Regions from separate parts of the Mus musculus genome. Here region 2 is linked to region 1. A link is a contact called in public Hi-C data. All regions are on one chromosome and are shown on one strand. Each heading gives the region's core, a stretch centred on a gene start, on an enhancer-like site or on the middle of the called end of the contact. The rest is flanking DNA. Distances are from core to core; before and after follow the strand shown.

What was found. Hi-C and Micro-C count contacts between places; a contact is called where the count stands out from the background.
Region 2: a Hi-C map of regulatory T cells shows a contact between it and region 1, with 2.7 times the contacts expected there. The contact joins the promoter of Nipsnap2 here to the promoter of Mmp17 in region 1. A contact is called at or near these places in 12 of 39 promoter capture datasets (the 3T3-L1 cell line, the C10 cell line, the SN4741 cell line and 6 more), 1 of 15 datasets of contacts at CTCF or cohesin (CD8 T cells), 17 of 484 Hi-C or Micro-C datasets (CD4 T cells, CD8 T cells, Th17 cells and 10 more), 10 of 115 datasets of contacts at active chromatin or transcription factors (embryonic stem cells, epiblast stem cells, extraembryonic endoderm stem cells and 5 more) and 2 of 9 other capture datasets (adipose tissue and liver).

The regions. Positions count from the first base shown.
Region 1 is chr5:129,581,943-129,587,751 of GRCm38.p6, reverse strand. It overlaps Mmp17 (matrix metallopeptidase 17), which reads right to left and starts at 3,583. Exons shown (of 10, transcript NM_011846.5): 1 at 3,304-3,583. The coding sequence starts at 3,459.
Region 2 is chr5:129,722,596-129,728,404 of GRCm38.p6, reverse strand. It overlaps Nipsnap2 (nipsnap homolog 2), which reads right to left and starts at 3,330. Exons shown (of 10, transcript NM_008095.4): 1 at 3,184-3,330. The coding sequence starts at 3,260.

The DNA.
Region 1 (5,809 bases), core at 2,334-4,833:
GCTAGGTAGCTCTGGCTGGCTTGGAACTCCCTATAAAGACCAGGTCTTGAACTCTTAAGATCCACCTCTGCCTCCTGTGAGCTGGGATTATAGGATTAAGGGTACATACACCACCACGCCCAGAATTGGTCCTTTTAAAGAAGTCATCTCATGTTGCTCGGGCTAGCCTTGAACTCTATGTAGCCAAAGATGACCTTAAATACCGTATCCTCTTTCCTCTGCTTCCCAGTGCTGCGGTCACAGGTACGTGCCACCATGCCAGGTTTATTTGGTGGGGCTAGGGCTGGCAGCCAGTGCTCTGTGCTGAAATATGCCTCTAAGCCTTCTTTCCACTTTTAAAGAGAGTCACCCCATAACCCACGCTGGCCTTAATACCATCCTCCTGCCTCAGTTTCTGGGCACCCATAATGAGTGCCTGTATCAGCAGGTCTGGCTCAATCTCTGTTTAATCTCCTGGCTATCTTGGTTTGTATTCACAGTGAACTGTAGTTCCTAGAATGAAGCCATGGGGAGAAGAGGGAATTCCTGCATGGTCCAGAAAAGATGCTGAGAGCTGAGGGAGTTTAAGGTCTGCACAGGTAGGTGGCTCAGGCTTCAAGAGGGGGTCACACGGGCAAACCCAGCACTCTGTGTCCCTGCTTTCACCTGTCACCACTGGTCCCACCCTCAGGGTCTTTGTTTATTCCCCCAGTAACTAGCCTTCAGTTGTAGGCATATTTGCAATGAAGATCTGAACCTGCCCTGCTGTGTGGTGCCGACAGTGGGAGAAACTTTGCCACAGGAGGAGACTTCTGGGTAGAAACTTGCTGGGCTCATTCGAGTAGCATGAAGGGGGCTCTCAGGCAGAACCCCAGGAACCGTGGGCCATCAGAAGCTACGACTGCTTGGTGCTTCTGAGACACGGCAACACGGCATCCACTACGGAGCTAGGCCGGGCTGAGTGGTATGACATTTGTAAATGAAATATGAGGGGCTGACGGGCGGCAGAACCTGCAGAGCCAGGCAGCGGATGAAACATTTTCCAAGACAGGTGGCGAATGAAACCTGCAGAGTGTGCCACCCAGGGCCTGATCTGGCTGTGTCTGAACTGTCCACTTCCCCCTGGCTATCCAGCTGGACGCTTGGAAAGGCCTCCGGGACGCCACTCTCCAGAACCTTCCCTGGGGTTGCACACTTGGCTCTGTGCAACCACTTAAGAAACGGAGTGACAAAGCCAGGCCCCACTGAGCTGTGAGGAAACCACATCCTGCGGGTCCTTTCAGGGGGCCTGGGGGCCTCTTCCCGGCTTTATTCACAGGCGCTCGCCCCTCCCTGCCCAGCCGTGGATTTAGCGGTGTCTGGCAGCGGCTGATCACAAACACAAAGGCGTCCTTCTCCTCCGAGGCATCCAGACCTGAATGCGCTCAACAGCCCGCAGAGGGCGGTCTGAGGGGCATCAGAAAGCTCCCACCCAAAGCCCGCCCATCGTTTGCAGCTCAGTGAGTGCCCCTGCGCCCCAAGCTCTTAGGTGCCATTCCCTAGAGGGCCACCAGAGGGCGCCCCCACCGCCACCAAAGGAGAGGCGGGCAGGACCCGGTTCCCACACCCGGGAGGGTATTGTCCTGGGCAGGAGGCTGCCTGCGGCACCCTCCCGCCTTACCCAGGATTGGACGACAGGGTTTTGCTGCCTCTGGCAAGCCTGGAGTCACATACCCTGGTTAGTGAGATCTTCAGGGTGCTGGTGGGTTGGTGACCCTGGAGTGCTCAGGAACTCAGTAGGGGAGGGGAAAAGTCGGATGAAGCCCACAGGTGCCAGGGGGAGGAGCCAACCCCACCTCAACCACCGAGGTCCGCTGCTGCAAACTTCCTAAGTACACTGGGCCTGATTAAGAACTTGGATGGGCAGGGGCTCCCTCGCCCTGACTCCTCCCTCGCTCTGTCTCCTGTCCCCTAACCAGTCCCGTTAGAGATACACTGAAAGCTTGAAGGAAGACGGTGTGTGTGTGGGGGGGGGGGGGGGGGAGGGTGCGTCTGGACTCTGTTGTCACCCACCAGAACTGGGTCTGGATGTCCTAATGCTCATGGCATCGGGGAGCCAGCTATGAAAGCCTAGGATCAGGAACGTGAGGAACCCCTATTTTAGAGGCCACTGGAGTGGGAAGAAGCCACCTCAGGGGACCCTCAGACATCTGCAAGTGGGCAGAGAAAGCATGGGTCGCTGCCACCTCAGATGCCTGGGGGGTGGCAGAGTCTGCCCCTCTCAGATCCAGGGGCAAATGTTGCCAAACTGGAGGTTGCTCCCGCCCCAGTGTCTCCTCCAGCAGGAAATCTCCATGACACCTTGCCTAGACCTGAGGTGTAGGAGTCCTCGTTGCCAACCGCCCGTGGAAAGCGGACTCTGCCAGGACCCCATTAGGATATTGGCTGGCTTGTGCCAATCAGGAAGCCGCGCCTGGCCGGGTCTCCAGATCTAAGGAACCCAGGCCGGGGCCTCCTCCTCCTCCTCGAAAGCGGGCTCTAGTCACCGCGCGCGCCTTTGCAGAGGGCTTCGCGGGCCTGCGGAGCCATAAAGTCTGATCGAAACCTTCCGGGTCTCCTGCGGGTTTCCAAACCCGACTTCAGTCAGGAGGGTGGGCAAGAGGTGGGAAGAAGCCGGTACCCGGGTCCCCAAGCTGGAGTGCCTAGCTAAGCTCTGGCAGTGGGAGTTGGCGGGATGGGGACGGCAGCGGGCTTGACACAGCAGAGGTTGTCACCCGCACCGGCGGGACAAGGCCGATCGCTCCGGTGGAGGAGGGAGACGGGGTCGCGGCACGCTCGCCGTGCGGGAGGCTCTTCTAACATCGTCAGCGGGGCAAACTCGGGAACCCCAGGTTTTCCGGACGCCCACAGGCGCGTCCCCGGCCTGGGGTGCGCGCCCCTGACCTCCCACTCCGGCCGCGAAGCTCGCGGGGCGCACCGCTCCGGGCGTCTGTGACACCGGTCACCCCGCCAGAGGTCTCTGTGGAGCTGCTTTTAACCAGAGACCAGGCTCCGGCTGGGCGACCACCTCCCCGGGGCGCCCGCGGCTGCGGCGCACGACTGCACGGAGCGGGAAAGGGACCGGCATCCTCCTAGACCTGCAAGCGTGAGCCTCGAGCAGCCCGAGCCCCAGCCTCAGTTTCTCTGTCTTAAAAATGGGTTCCCCCCCACACCCCCGCCTCACCGGGATTCGCGCACCTCTCCGAAAGGAGCAAGGGCGAGTCTCCCTTCTCCCTTGCACCTCGTGAGCGCCTGGGGACTCGGCTCCCGAGTGCCCAGGGTCCCGTGCCCCTGTCGTTCACTCACCACCCCGAGGCTGAGGTCCTCCGCGCGGGGCGCGGGCGCTGCGCAGCCCCCATGGGCCGCCAGCGCCAGTACAAGCAGCAGTGGTGGCAGCCCCGGCCCGGGGCGTGGAGGGCCAGGTCCCCGGGGGGACCCAGGTCCCCGCGGGCGGCGTCCCATCCCGCTCTCCCAGGTCGGGTGGCGAGGGTCCCCGCACCCGCCAGCAGCCAGCTCCGCGCCTCGCTCGGCTCCGCGCCCGCACCGCTCCGCTCCGCGGGACTGAGCCGCGCGCCCGCCCGCCTCCGGGGCAGGGCCATGCTAATGTATGCTAATAAACATCGCCCCGCCCACTCCCTTAAAGGGGCCCCCGCGCGGGCGGGACCCGGTAATGGCACAGAAGCTTTGCCCACCCCGAAGGCTGGAGCACTGCTGCAGACAGGGAGCCGGCGGATCGGGCTGCGAGTGTCCTAGAGTTCTCTGCCGTCCTCTGGACGCGCCCCCTGGTCGCCTGCTAGAACCCTTGGTTTAGTTTCAGGTCACTTAGGACCTAAAGACCGCTGCAGCGCGCGTGATGGGCACACGGGGGAGCCCGCGGGCCACAGAGTCTTGGGGCGAGTGGGAGTAAGCACCCCGATTCTGAGAGATCGGAGGTGGGGGAGGGGATTAGTGTGATACAAGAGAGCGTAGGAGGGAGCGGGGGCATGGGGTGGGATGGGATGGGTGAGCGTGGGCGGGAGTAGGGGCTTAGGACGGGAGACTAGGCCGAGAGCACACCTGAGTCCTGTATGGAGCCTTGGGCACAGAGCACCTTTTCCCCTTAGTCCGCCAGGGAGCATCTAGCCTCTGCTGCTGAGGGTCTGCATCAGGTGTGAAAAAAGAGACTTTGTTTTGAGGGGCGGGGAGTGAACCCCCCATGCTTCCGGCGGGCTGGACCCGTTCTATCTCCGTGAGCCGGGAGGCTATGAATAGCAAACATTAGCTGGGATCTGGCACCCGCTCAGCACTTTACAGATGAAATTTTCTTTCTCGCAACCCGTAAGAAGTGGAAACCATAGTTCCCAATTTGTACACAAAGAAACTGAGGTCCAGAGAAAATAATACCTAAGTAGGAGACAATGTGGAGTGACAATGTGGAAACTGGCTGGGCCAAGGGACAGAGTTCAAAACCAGCGCCCTCCCACCCCAAGCCCCCGCCCCAGCGGCTGGGTCTCCAGCCCCTTCCCCGCGGGTTTCTCTAGTCCCTCGGTGTCGTTAGGATTACAGTCTATTTATTGTTTGCACGCGGACACTGAGGTTTAGATGATGCCTCTAAAGGAGAGGGTGGGTGACTCCCTGCTTTGAAGGCAAAGTTCCCTCCCTCAACTCCCAGCTGGTGTCTATCCATACCCTGTTGCTCTCGGGGGTCTGGGTGGTTTGGGGAGAAGATTAGATTCTGCACCAGCTTGAGATGGGTCCGTGGGTTGGGGGGTGGGAGGGCGGGGGTTAGGACCTTGACACGAGAAAGCCCTAGAGACAGAGAGTGCGCAGCCACAAGACAGTAGCATCTCCCGGGTGTTTAGCTATGTGGAACAAACTCCCTATCAACCCGTGGAACAGTACTGCCCACAGTTAGTTAAAAATGGGTCTTCCTATCTCAATTAACCTAATCTGGATAATCCCTTCGAGGCGTGTCCAGAGGCTAACCTAATCTAGATAATCTCTCACAGGTGTGCTGGGAGACTTGTTTCCTAGGAGATCCTACAGCCCGTCAGGTTTACAATATTAATGCATGACATTAGTTCATGCTGCATTAGAAGGAAGGTCGGTTCGGTCCCTAGGGAGAAGATCGATGCTCTCCTGTTAGACAAGAAGAGAGAAACGTATTGCATTCGTAGGCCCTCTGAGATCAGCTTCAAAGCTCGGGTGGCCCCATCTTCTATCTGTTCTGAGGTCTCTGGGCCTCTCCTAAATGATGTCCCTATGTGGAAAGGAAATCTCAGAGAAATGTGGAGCAAATTGGGGACAAAAGAACTGGTTCAGGAATGGGTGGCTCTAGGGGCTCTGGCTCCAGACCCTTGTCCCCTTGACTCTGCCAATTCTAACTGGTACCTCCTCCCAAGGTGCCCTGCCTTTGCCTATCTGGCTCTGGGAGTTTCTTCCAGGTCTCCTATAGTTTGGTAAATGTCTACTTGACACTACAGATATACTCTTAGATGGATAGGAATCTTTTTTGGTTTGTTTAGAACTGTGTCCTGCTTCAGCCCCCGAGTGCTAGGATTTTAACTGTGTTCTCCCATACCCAGCTAGGATGGGGGTCCTTGTAGTTATAATTGAGTTAAAAAAAAACTTGAGATAAGCTCACTGGGGATTGTCTAGGTGACCCCCAAATCCACTGTCAAGTGATCTGATAGAAGCAGAGGAGGCCCGGACATGGTAGCAGGACTTTGAAACTCCAGCGTTTGGGGAGGCAGAGGCAGGAGGATGGTGAGCTGCAGGCCAACTGGGCTCGAGAGTTTTGGAAGTGGTTTTAACAAAACTCCAAAGGAGCAGA
Region 2 (5,809 bases), core at 2,081-4,580, 140 kb before region 1:
GAGTTTTTTTTTTTTTTTTTTTTTAAATCTGTCTCCTTCAATGATGGGATCAAGTTCACAGTCTTCAGAGGAATCCATACAATTGCTGCTGACAGTTAATGAGGGGATGAGAACAGAGACGGTGGAGCTTAGACACTGGGAAGCAAACATGACAGATCTGACGACCAGATTGGAAGGAGAGAGGAGAGGGGCAGCACAAGCTTGGGGAAGGCCTGATTCCTGGCTTGGACGATGGGAGATGGTCCATCCCTGGAAAGAGAGCAATCAAAAAATCCTTTGTACCTTAAAACCCTTTCTAGGCGACTGTCTAGTAATCAGCTGAGAACTCTGGGCTTAATACAATCCATAGCTAAATAAGATGGACTACAGCTGTGGATCTCGACCTTCCTAACGCTGCGACCCTTTACTACAGTTCCTCATGCTGTGCTGATTCCCAACCATAACATTATCACATCGCTACTTCAGAACTGTAATTTTGCTCTAACTCTTTGGATTTATAATATAAATAGCTGATATGTAGGATTTCTGATGTGACCCCCTGCCGGGGGAATCTCGACCCACAGTACTAGAATACACACGTCTGAGATACCTACAGAGACCTCCTGATTCCTATCTGAAACTCATGTTGCAAGGCCACCTCAACATCCCTGTGAGCAAATCTGTTATTTATTTATTTATTTACTGCCATCTTACTTAACCTTTTAGCCAGGATCAGGCACAGCTAACCGGTCCAATAAATATCCCCTCTCTGACGCCTGTCACATAATGATGGTTCTGGCTGCTCTTTCCCCGTCTTCCTTGCTGGCTCCTTCTCCTCTATTCAACAGCCTGTAAATGTTGACACACACTAGGCCTTGCTTCTCAGCTCCTTCACTAGCCTCCTTCTCTCCTTAAAACAATTCCATCCATCGCTGTGGCTTTAAAACAAAACAAACACACCAAAACAAGCCTGGCGGTGGCATACACCTTCATTCAGTCCCAGCACTAGGGAGGCAGAGGCAGGCTTAACAGCCTGATATATAGATCGGGTTCCAGCACAACCAGGGTTACTGTCTCTCAAACTCCCATCTCCCCCAAAACCAACCCCTCCCCCCAAAAAAACCTCTAACCCCCCAGACAAACCAAAACCCACAGAAAAACAAAACCACCACCATCAAAAACAAAAACAGTAAAAACACAGTCTAATAAAATCCAGATATCTATCAACATTCTTATATGCTAATCCCCACCAGTTGCCTATAGCCCAGACACTTGGATATTCCATTTGAACAGCCTATACCTCAGACTTCACAAGGTTCTAAACTGCTCAGGACTCCCTCTTCTTCCTCCTCTTTGAATAGCTCCCAGAGAGGATTGGCAGGAAGGGAGAGAGGAGGGTGAGAGTATCCTCAAGGAATCAAGGGGTAGGGAGCATTTGGCTCCAAGTACGGGTACCTGGTAGGTCCAAAACTCTACCAGTTTCATGACTTTGAGCATTGGGTCTTGAGTGAGCACCTTGGGGTTCAGTTGCCTGTTTCCCAAGGAACAAAATACAAACTTTAGGGGCTCGGACTGCTTGCTCAGTAACAACAGATGTGAGAGTAAGATGTCGGTTCATTCCACTTGGAATCATATTACAGGTGGTTTAAATAATTTGCACCTACAAGTTGCATCTGTCCTGAAACAAAAGCATTCACACACTTTTCCCTCGAGATGTGTCTCTTGTCCTCTGTGTGTCTGTGTGAGATACACACCCCAGTACTAAAGATTGCCAGTAAATCAGACAAGCCATATTATATGGTGCTCTCATAATGCTGGAGAGATGGCTCCATGCCTAAGACCACCTGTTCCTTTCCTAGAGGGGCAGAGTTCCGATCCCAGCACCCAAGTGGTGGCTTACAACCATTTCTGTAACTGTACTTCAGAGGGTCAGAGACTTTCTTCTGGTCCCTGAAGGCCCAAGGCATGCACACGGTGCACATACATAGATGCAGGTAAAAACCACACATACGCACAAACAAAAGAAATCTGAAGGCAAGTTCTGGAGCTGGTGAGATGGCTTAAGGGGTAAAGAAACTGGCTGCTAAGTTTGATGAACTACATTCAATTTCCCAGACCCACATGGTGGAAGAAAATCAATTACACACACGTGGCAGAGAGCTCAGAGGTTAAAAAAAATCTTAAAAAAAAAAAAAAGGAATATTTCAATTAGCCAAGGCTGGCCTGCAACTGCACACCTGCAACTGCAGAACTTTGGAGTCTGAAGCAAAAGGTTTGCTGAAGGTTCAAGGCCAGCCAGGAATATATGTAGTAAGATCTTGTCTCAAAATACATACATACATACATACATACATACATACATACATACATACATACATACATAGGGCCTGGAGAGATGGCTCAGGGGTTAAGAACACTTGCCGCTCTAGAAGAGAACTCAGATTCAATTCCCAGCCCCGACATGGCGGCTCACAACCCTCTGTAACTCCGGGTCGTTGGGGATCCAAAACCTTCTCCTGGCTGCCCCAGGCACCTATGTGTTAGCCACACATGAAAGCAAACACTTATACACATAAAATAAAAAAATAAATCCTACAAACCGCTTAAACAGCAAATAAGCATATAAAGGAAGAAAAGAAGGGAAAACAAATCTGTCGGTAAATTCGGATGGCCTTTCGTTATTTAAACGTGGGGATGTCAAGGTGACAGGTTGACACACCGAGCACAGTCTCCGCGGAGGTCAGGAAAAAAGAAAAAGTTTCGACAGCGAACTCCGCCATCTACTACAGCTGGCCACCGTGGGTTACTTTTTTTTTTTTTTTTTTTTGCCACTCCGCTTTCAAATTTAAGGGCTGTCCCGACTGGGGACCCCGGGGTACAGCTTCCCCAGGGAGACCAGCCATCCTTTTGCTTCTCTGCACGACCTGGGGCGAGGCATTGCTACTGCGAGGGGCGCAGCGCGCAGAGGCTGAGGGCGGACGTGGCCCGCGAGCCCGGGCGTCCCCGGCAAGGGCGGCGCCGGCAGGACGGTGACCTTGAGCCCCACGGGGGCCCGGGAAGGCGCCGCAGCCTCGCCAGCCCTCGGTCGCCTGGGACTCGGGAGGCCGGCCCCCCGGCGTCCCCTGCCCGCCCCGGGGACCCCGCGCCCTTCGCCCCACGGCGGCCCCTCCCCGGCCGGGCCCCGGAAAGGGCGGCGCTGCTCACCGGAGCCCCGGCAGGAAGCCGCTCTGGGCGGCTGGCCGCAGCAGGCCTCCTCGCGCGAGCAACACCCGCGCCGCCATCTTGCTCCGGAGCCTGAAGCTCCTACCGCCTCGGTGTCGCTGACGCCGCCGCTACCGCGACCCCTCCCCCGGCCGGGCCGACCAGGCTGGGGCGGGGCGGGGCAGGGCGCTAGGCCGCTGTAGTGCAGGGGAGCGGCCGCTAGGGGGAGCAGCGTGGCGCCTCAGTGCTGCCGCCAGGGGGCGTGCCAAGAAGTTGCTGAAGATATCCGTAGATCCCGCGAGGGGAGTTCAGGGTCTCTGAAGTCCGAGTGAGAAAGGAACCTGGAATGTACACGGGGAGATCCACGGGAAAGGAGTAGATCTGTGCATGTGGGGAATCCAGAGTCTGATTTTATGGTTGAGGGCCACCACAAACATGAGGAAACGTGTTAAAGTTTTAGCAGCATCAGGAAAGTCGAGAACCACTGGTATAGGGGGAAGTGTATTCTGTAAGGATAATAAAAGAGCTATGGATATAAGCATAAACTTCAGCAAGATAAGAGTAGGCAAAAGCAGAACTAGATCCCGAGGAATCAGAGAAATAGGGAGCAGCCTGGGCCTCAGTTACATGCAGAGGCCAAGAGAAGGATACTCTCCAATTGGTGGCTGCCTTCCTGGTTCTGAGTTAGAAGACGGATGGGAGCTGTAATCTTGAAGCTCAGGAGTTGTGGTTTTCTTTATCTTTTAAATTTTTCTCTTCCTAGTCTATGTGCATCATCAGTGTTTTGCCTGCATGTATGTCTGTGTGAGAGTGTGGGTGGAGCCCCTGGCAATTGGAGTTGCAGGAGGTTGTGAGCTGCCATGTGGGTGCTAGGAATTGAACCCCAGGTCCTCCGGGAAGAGCAGCCAGTGCTCTTAATCGCTGAGCCATCTTTCCAGCCCCATGGGTACAGTTTTTCTAACAAGAATTTGGACAAATGACAGGGTCTGGTCTTGTGGGTGGTGGAGGAGCGGTTCAGACTGGGAGAGGCACTCCTTTGAATGTGAATGAGGCTGAGAGCGGTCCATAAAACTGTAGACCCAACTGTGGGAGGCAGATATGTGACTTGCTGCGGGCAGGGCCTCTTCAAGCGTCGGTGAGCCCTGCCTTTTTTATACAGATCCTTCATTTCTCAACTTAGCTGAGACAGGGTCTTTATGTGGCGCCCAGTCCGGCCTCAAACTGATGGTAATCTGTTTACCGCTCTTGAGTCGGGGTTGAACCTGGGAGAATGGAGCCTAAAAACGAGGCGGACTAAAGTCTCAAGCAATAGCGTTTATTCAGAGCATCAGACGATTTATACTCTGAGGGTATAGAAGAACCACAGGAGTTAGGTGTGTAATCATAAGGACAAGCCACACGTGGCAAAAAAATAATAAAAGCAGCAAGCAGTAATGAGTGATCTGGAGTGAACTCACTGCGATTCGCTACACCTGGGAGGGGTGTGAAGCACAGTCTATGAACAAGTTTTGTGTTTTGAAGAAACTGAGGTTACAAGACTCATTTGGAGTTTCTCACAAGCATTCAGAGTTCCCCTCATGCGACTCCATCCTTGGGTCCTGCCTGTTCTGACAGGAATCCTTTTGTAATCTCAGGGTAAACTCCTGGGTTGAGATTACTTGCAGAGCCGTCATAAGCTGTTTAGTTATTGGACCTCATTATTCAGACCAGGATGGCCTCAAACTCTCAATGCTCCTGCCTCTGTCTCTGCGGTGCAGGGATCATAGGTATGCAGTATTGCACTTGACTCAACTTTATAGGTTAGGAGTTTCAACTCTCTCTTGGAATGCAAACTTGGCGTTTATGCATTTCTTTGATGACTCTGCTTTTGTGCTCCTTAGCATTAGGCCATATTTTTCCTGTATTCCCCACCCCCAAACCCATTGCCATTTGGCTCTAAAGTTTCATTAGTTCTTTAGTCCAGTGCTCTCCTCCCTTCCTAAGTACTGGTGACTGTACTTAGGGCCTTGAATATGTTAGGCATGTGTTCTATTAATGAGCTTGCATCTTCAATCTATTTTTGAAATAGGTTCTACCAAGTTGCCTGGGCTTGCTGTGCTCAGCACTTAGCCTCCTGAGTGCTATATTATAAGTGTATGCCATGGGCTGGAGAGATGGCTCAGGGGTTAAGAGCACTGACTGCTCTTCTGAAGATCCTGAGTTCAAATCCCAGCACCCACATGATGGCTCACAACTATTTGCAATGAGATCTGATGCCCTCTTCTGGCTTGTCTGAAGACAGCTACAGTGAGTGTATTTAGATATAATAATAAATTAATTGATTAAAAAAATAAGTGTAGGGGGCTGGAGAGATGGCTCAGTGGTTAAGAGCACTGACTGCTCTTCTGAAGGTCCTGAGTTCAAAACCCAGCAACCACATGGTGGCTCACAACCATCTGCAATGTGATCTGACGCTCTTGTCTGGTGTGTCTGAAGACAACTACAGTGTACTCATATACATAAAATAAATAAATTTAAAAAAAAATAAGTGTATGCCACTACCCAAGTGGCTTTAGGCCCTGCCATGGATCACCCCACTCAGGTATGGGGGGGGGGGTCCCTGGAATGAGGGTTCTTGAAGCTAGGTGGG